Regions from separate parts of the Sus scrofa genome. Here region 2 is linked to region 1. Evidence: chromatin contacts called from public Hi-C data. All regions are on one chromosome and are shown on one strand. Each heading gives the region's core, a stretch centred on a gene start, on an enhancer-like site or on the middle of the called end of the contact. The rest is flanking DNA. Distances are from core to core; before and after follow the strand shown.

Region 1 (2,887 bases), core at 201-2,700:
CCTACACCACAGCTCACACAACACTGGATCCTTAACCCACTGAGTGAGGCCAGGGATAGAACCTGCACCCTCATGGATCCTAGCTAGATTTGTTTCTGCTGAGTCATGACGGGAACTCCTGGAATTGTTAAACATTTAACCTAATGCTAGCTGATGCCAGGGCTTTCCTAATTCAGCAGTAAAACAAGCACATATTTAAACTCTGTTTTCTTATCCCTTATGTTTCATTGCATATCATAGAAACAATCAAAATAGGTTAAAGGAAACAGTAAGACAAAACATGAACCTATTCCCCAAAGGAAGATATTAGTAAATGATTATAAATAAAACCTCGAATTCTTTTACTACTTCATTCTAAAAAGCTCAAAGCACATTTTCTTATGTCATGTGCTCACTTAAAAATATGCAAAAGCATATAACAGGTATAGCTTTATATCTGTTTCATGCTGGATGGGTCTCTGAGCCAAGATAGGCCCAGTTTCTTCCCCAGGGTTAGAGTCAACCAAAACCTTGTTCATCCTTCTTTCTTTCCTATCCAGCATTTTTATTCATCAAAATCAAGACAATCTATGTGGCCCCAGAATTCAAGGTGGGATCACACTCACCAACGTCTGATGACGCAGATCTCAACTGTAAAATGAAATGCCTGACCTGTTCCAACCATTTGCAGGAAAACAGCATATTCGAAATCAAAGGCACTAGTTAGATGGTGTCGGAGTAGCTTTCCCCCCAAGCTAAATTCTTTAATGCAGTTTTATGAGCTTCCTGTCACAAGAGAGTGAAGGTCTTTTGGCAACATGCTTTCTGCATGAAAACAAGGAGCGAGAAGGGAGGAAGAAGATATCCCCGGCTCTTTCTTTGCAAAATGAATGACAGATAAAAAAGATCATGAGTGAACATGGATTCCAAGCTGAGTTTTTAGTAAGTAACTGCTCTTGAGTTCTAGATCCATGTCAATGCGCTCAACTAAATTCTTTTTACCTTTCAGTTTTCCTCCAAGACAAGCTATGAAAGAACACTGGTTCTCAGAATCCCAAAAGACCTGTATTAAAAGGCCAGCGAGAAGTAGATATTTTTCCTACTTAGTTTATTAAGTAGCTGCTGCAAGAGAAAGACTTCACAATAAATACATAAATAGGCACTTCCACAAATACATACTGGTAGAATATGATAAAGCCCGTAAATGAGATTAAAAGCTAATTTCTTGAAGCTCACCGAAGAGAAAATGATCAATTCCCATTGGGAACTTGGTCTATAAGCACCCTTGGTCACCACTTGGATCCAGACAAATACAGTGCAAATATTTCAGCAACCAACTGCAGAATGATCTGGGTCTATAGAATTCGTAATATTCTCAATTAGGATTCTGGAAAGGTGAAATGGAAAAGCCAAAACACTGCACTTTGTCTGCTTTCACTATTTGCTCAGCCCCACAGCTTATGAAGCAAAGAAACACTTTGCCCTAGGAATCTAGCTGAGAATGAGCCAACTGCCACTGGGTTAGTCTGTGTCCCCTACTTAGTTTCAGGGAATTTCCACAGGTTGATCACTTTATATTTCTTGGATTTTCACTTCTTGATTCTCCTTTGCATGTATCAAATTCTAGCTGATTCTCTGGAATGGAGGGATGAACACTCTGAGTAATAGATGTTTAAAAATGTGTCTGTGAGTTTTCCATCTTAAAGTGGCTTATTTCTTCTTTATGTTTAAGGAGAGATCTAGAGAAGGAACAGCTGCAGAAAAAGGAGGTGACTGCCACCCATCAACATCAGTATACCCCCTTCGTAGGGAAAGTCAGTTGTACTCTTTTTTTTTTTTGCTATTTCTTGGGCCGCTCCCGCGGCATATGGAGGTTCCCAGGCTAGGGGTCGAATCAGAGCTGTAGCCACTGGCCTACACCAGAGCCACAGCAACGCAGGATCCGAGCCATGTCTGCAACCTACACCACAGTTCACGGCAACACCGGATCGTTAACCCACTGAGCAAGGGCAGGGATCGAACCCGCAACCTCATGGTTCCTAGTCGGATTCGTTAACCACTGCACCACGACGGGAACTCCCAGTTGTACTCTTTAAGGCTATTCTTCATCCTCTAGTGACCTGGCATCAGGAACTATGCCATGAAGCCTCTGCCTTACACATCAGCAGAAATGGTACCATTGAAACATGCACAAAGCCCTCTTGAGGCTAAGAGGTCAAGTATGAGCAACAATCAGCCACCGAGGCAGAGCTGCCTGCTGTGATGCACCACCACACCACAGGGTGGAGAAAGGAGGACCTGGAGAATTGTGTTGGATTTCTGGAGCACAGTGTCCCCAACACCCACCATATAATCTTGAGGAAATTACTCCACTCCTCTTGACCAGAGACAGGTTCCACGTTGGTGAAACTGGATTTGACAACATCCATCTCAAAAGGTTACCATGTAGATTAAATAAGACAATATAGGCAAAACTGCTTGCACCAGTGTCCAGAACTAGGTAAGAGCTAAATAAATGGTACCTAAGATTACTATTCATTTCTTGACCTAGACAAAAGCAGAATTTCACCCCAGGAAGAATGTCTGCTACCTTGCAAGGTTTATGTAATGATCGAATACATAATAGTATTGTAATTATATATATATATATATATATAGTTTATTAAAATCCACTAGTAAGATATCTGGCATTTGGATGGTGCTTAATAAATGTTAGTCAAATCTGAATTTAAACTCTCAACTTGGCTTCTTAGGGTGGAACTGATTAACCTGCTCTGAATAAGAAAAACATTAAGAGTATTCTCCGTGATAATGAAACAATGGTTTATTCCATTCTATTTAAGCAACACTCAAGGCAACCTAGTAACTGGAAAATAGATGAATAGCTTCTTACCTGCATGGCCATGTC
Region 2 (2,887 bases), core at 195-2,694, 180 kb before region 1:
GTGTGCTGTATAAACATTAGTTGCTTTTGCTGTCATTATTATTATCATTCCCGTGAGAGCCAAGCTTGTGGGAGAGTTAGGTAGGATGGAGTACTAGAAAGACAAGGAAGTTTAAGAACTGACTTGAAAAGCGTTAAATGTCTGAGTGTCTAAGAGGAAAGTGAGCAAGGCTGACAGTAATAAGCAATATTTCCAAGCAGAGGAAATTTGGTTTCACTGCTCCAGGTTCAGGGCTCCCTCTCTTTGGAACATGCATGGTTCTCTCCATAAAAATTCCTAATCCTATACTCTGTTCACGTACCAAAATTATTTCCACACTGCCATTTTTAAAGCTGGTTTTAGGAAAGCAATCTGATTAAATGATAATATTACAGTGTTGTGGAAATGTGGCTATTTGGGGGCTCTGCTACTTTGAACTGCCTTCTGATTTCCCTGTGGAATGTCACTCCTCCTTTAGTTACCTCTTATGGTTAAAATTCCCCCACAACAGCAGTAGTCTCTACATGACATTTTTCCTTTTTGCCTTGGTATTTTCTAATCTTTGAATAATAATTTGGAATTATAATAAAAAATAAAAACTTACTTTTGAAAACAGATTTAATTAAACCAAAATTTTCCAACAGTCAGGCTATTTCTTTTCCTTCTTCATTATCAGCTGCCAATTTTAAGCTTTCTAATCATCTAAATGGATTCCTCTAAGAGGACTTCTTTCCCCTCTCTCCCTCCCTTTCTTTCTCTAAAAACTAAACTCAGCACAATTCAAATTTAATGCTTTAATCTTTGGCTAACTTGTTTACCCTTCTCAGCTTTAGGAAATTTATAGCAGATAATGGTTTCTTGTCTTGTCTTGAGAAGTTTTCAAGGTAAATGCTTGAATATGGGTAGCAACTATCTGTAAAAAAAATACCTTGGTATTTAGGGAAGAAGAAACTGATCAAGAGAAGAGAAAGCCTAAAGTAACAGACTTGTATTTTCCTATCTCTGAACTACTTTCCAGATTGTCTTATTTATTTTAGCTGTATAGAAATATTATTATTTTCATTTAAATGAATAGCTTAATATTAAAATGTTATCGCTAGCACTGTAAGCACTATGCACACAATTAAATGTGTTGATTTAATTTTATTGTTAAGCTTTCATTGGAACCAGAAATGTTATTCTATACCCTCTAAACTTTTGAAATTTCTGACATAGCATAACTGCTTGCTCATAACCTTTTAAAGAAGAAATAATACTGGTCATGTCCAGAAGATCACAAGGATAGCTGAGACAAGGCTAAGAACCTAAGATGGGAAAAAGATGTAGAAGTCGGTCCAACTCAGAAAGGGGCTCAGGACCTGTAAGTCAAGGTGGATCTGAACCTGTGAGCTGTAAGCAGTAGAAGCACATATTGACTCTCAACGGCTTGCAAGGGTCAAAAGTCAGTTCAGAGCATAAAAGGGGTCAGAGCACACAGGAGAATCTATGGAGCAGAGGTTAAAAACACAGGCAGAGTCTGGTTACGGCTCCTGGGTAAAAACAAGCAGAAACTTTCCATTTGACCGTTCCCCTGTCTCACAAGTGGGTTTTGATGTGGTTCCTATAGAAATAGAGACAAACCCACATGATGTATCCAGGTCTGAATAGAGGATATAAAGGGAGAGTATGGATGAGAGAAGAGAGGGTAGAAATTTTAAGTTTGTTTTAGGGGGAGGGGCAGGAGAGGTACAGGACAAGTTCTCTTTTTTTCTTTTTCCACTTGTAATGAAGCTCTCTTAAATTAAAAAAAAAAAAAGAAAAGAAAAGAAAAATTAAACTCCAAATGTTTTAATTTGGGGATTAAATAATCAAGAGCACTATTTTGACCACCATTCTCACTTCTGCACTGGATGTTATTCTTAGACTTGGCAAGATATAACAAGTAAATTTAAGAATTTTAAGAAAAGGACAGGAGTTCCCGTCGTGGCGCAGTGGTTAACGAATCCGACTAGGAACCATGAGGTTGCGGGTTCGATCCCTGGCCTTGCTCAGTGGGTTAATGATCCGGCGTTGCCGTGAGCTATGGTGTAGGTTGCAGGCGCAGCTCAGATCCCATGTTGCTCTGGCTCTGGCATAGACTGGCAGCTACAGCTCCGATTAGACCCCTAGCCTGGGAACCTTCATATGCCATGGGAGCAGCCCTAGAAAAGGCAAAAAGACCAAAAAAAAAAAAAAAAAACAAACAAACAAAGACAAGGACAAGAAAAACTACTTTTACTATATCTAAAGAAACAAATGCTATCCTAACCCTTATTTTCCTGAGGGCCTTTGAAAGAATTGATGATTAATCACAAACATCTTGAATAGTTGGTTTAAGGATATGTCTATTATTGAACCATCTCCATCTCTGAAAAATATAACCCCAGGGTTTCTCCAGTGAGACCAATATCCTCCGTGGGGCAAAAATGTTGCTATGCTGAAAAGAGGAAGCAATCTTGTCCAAGACTGATGAAGGGAAAATAGAATACTAAAATCTTATTAACTTCTACAGCCCTAGAGAGCCAGAAACACTACCCCAGATTTTTTAAGTTTCATCAAAAATTCACTCAAAGGCAATATGATCCTAAAACTAAAACAGGGACAAATTAGGTCTTCTTGACAAGTACTACTTTTAATACTGACAATTAAAAAAAGAATGAAATATAAGTGTTTGTTTCCATACTTACAAAATCTCAAACCCAGTATTCAGTTTGCTGGATCCATGTTTGTCTTAAGGAAGTGGTGGGGAAGATACCTATAAAAAAAGAACTTAAAGATTTCTGTCAACAGAAACAGAATGATTGTATTCCATGTCATCTTACGTGCTGCTTTGTGTATTTGAGCAAATAGTGTAAGAATCTCAGAATGAAAGACAATGATGTAGAAAAGT

The links. A called contact is a pair of places that touch in the nucleus more often than the background predicts.
Region 2: a contact with region 1 is called in a Hi-C map of liver, with 7 times the contacts expected there. The contact joins two enhancer-like sites. A contact is called at or near these places in 4 of 47 Hi-C or Micro-C datasets (fetal skeletal muscle, liver and skeletal muscle).

What each region holds. Positions count from the first base shown.
Region 1 is chr8:68,103,519-68,106,405 of Sscrofa11.1, reverse strand. All of the region lies in intron 11 of SLC4A4 (solute carrier family 4, sodium bicarbonate cotransporter, member 4), which reads right to left. Among named protein-coding and RNA genes, the nearest start is that of SLC4A4, 140 kb to the right of the region's middle. Within about 2 kb of position 1,450, at least 1 of the 83 cell types and tissues checked has an H3K27ac peak or open chromatin away from gene starts, as enhancers often do. A contact at or near this core is called in liver, where this site is marked.
Region 2 is chr8:68,285,643-68,288,529 of Sscrofa11.1, reverse strand. No RefSeq gene overlaps it. Among named protein-coding and RNA genes, the nearest start is that of GC, 73 kb to the left of the region's middle. Within about 2 kb of position 1,444, at least 4 of the 83 cell types and tissues checked have an H3K27ac peak or open chromatin away from gene starts, as enhancers often do. A contact at or near this core is called in liver, where this site is marked.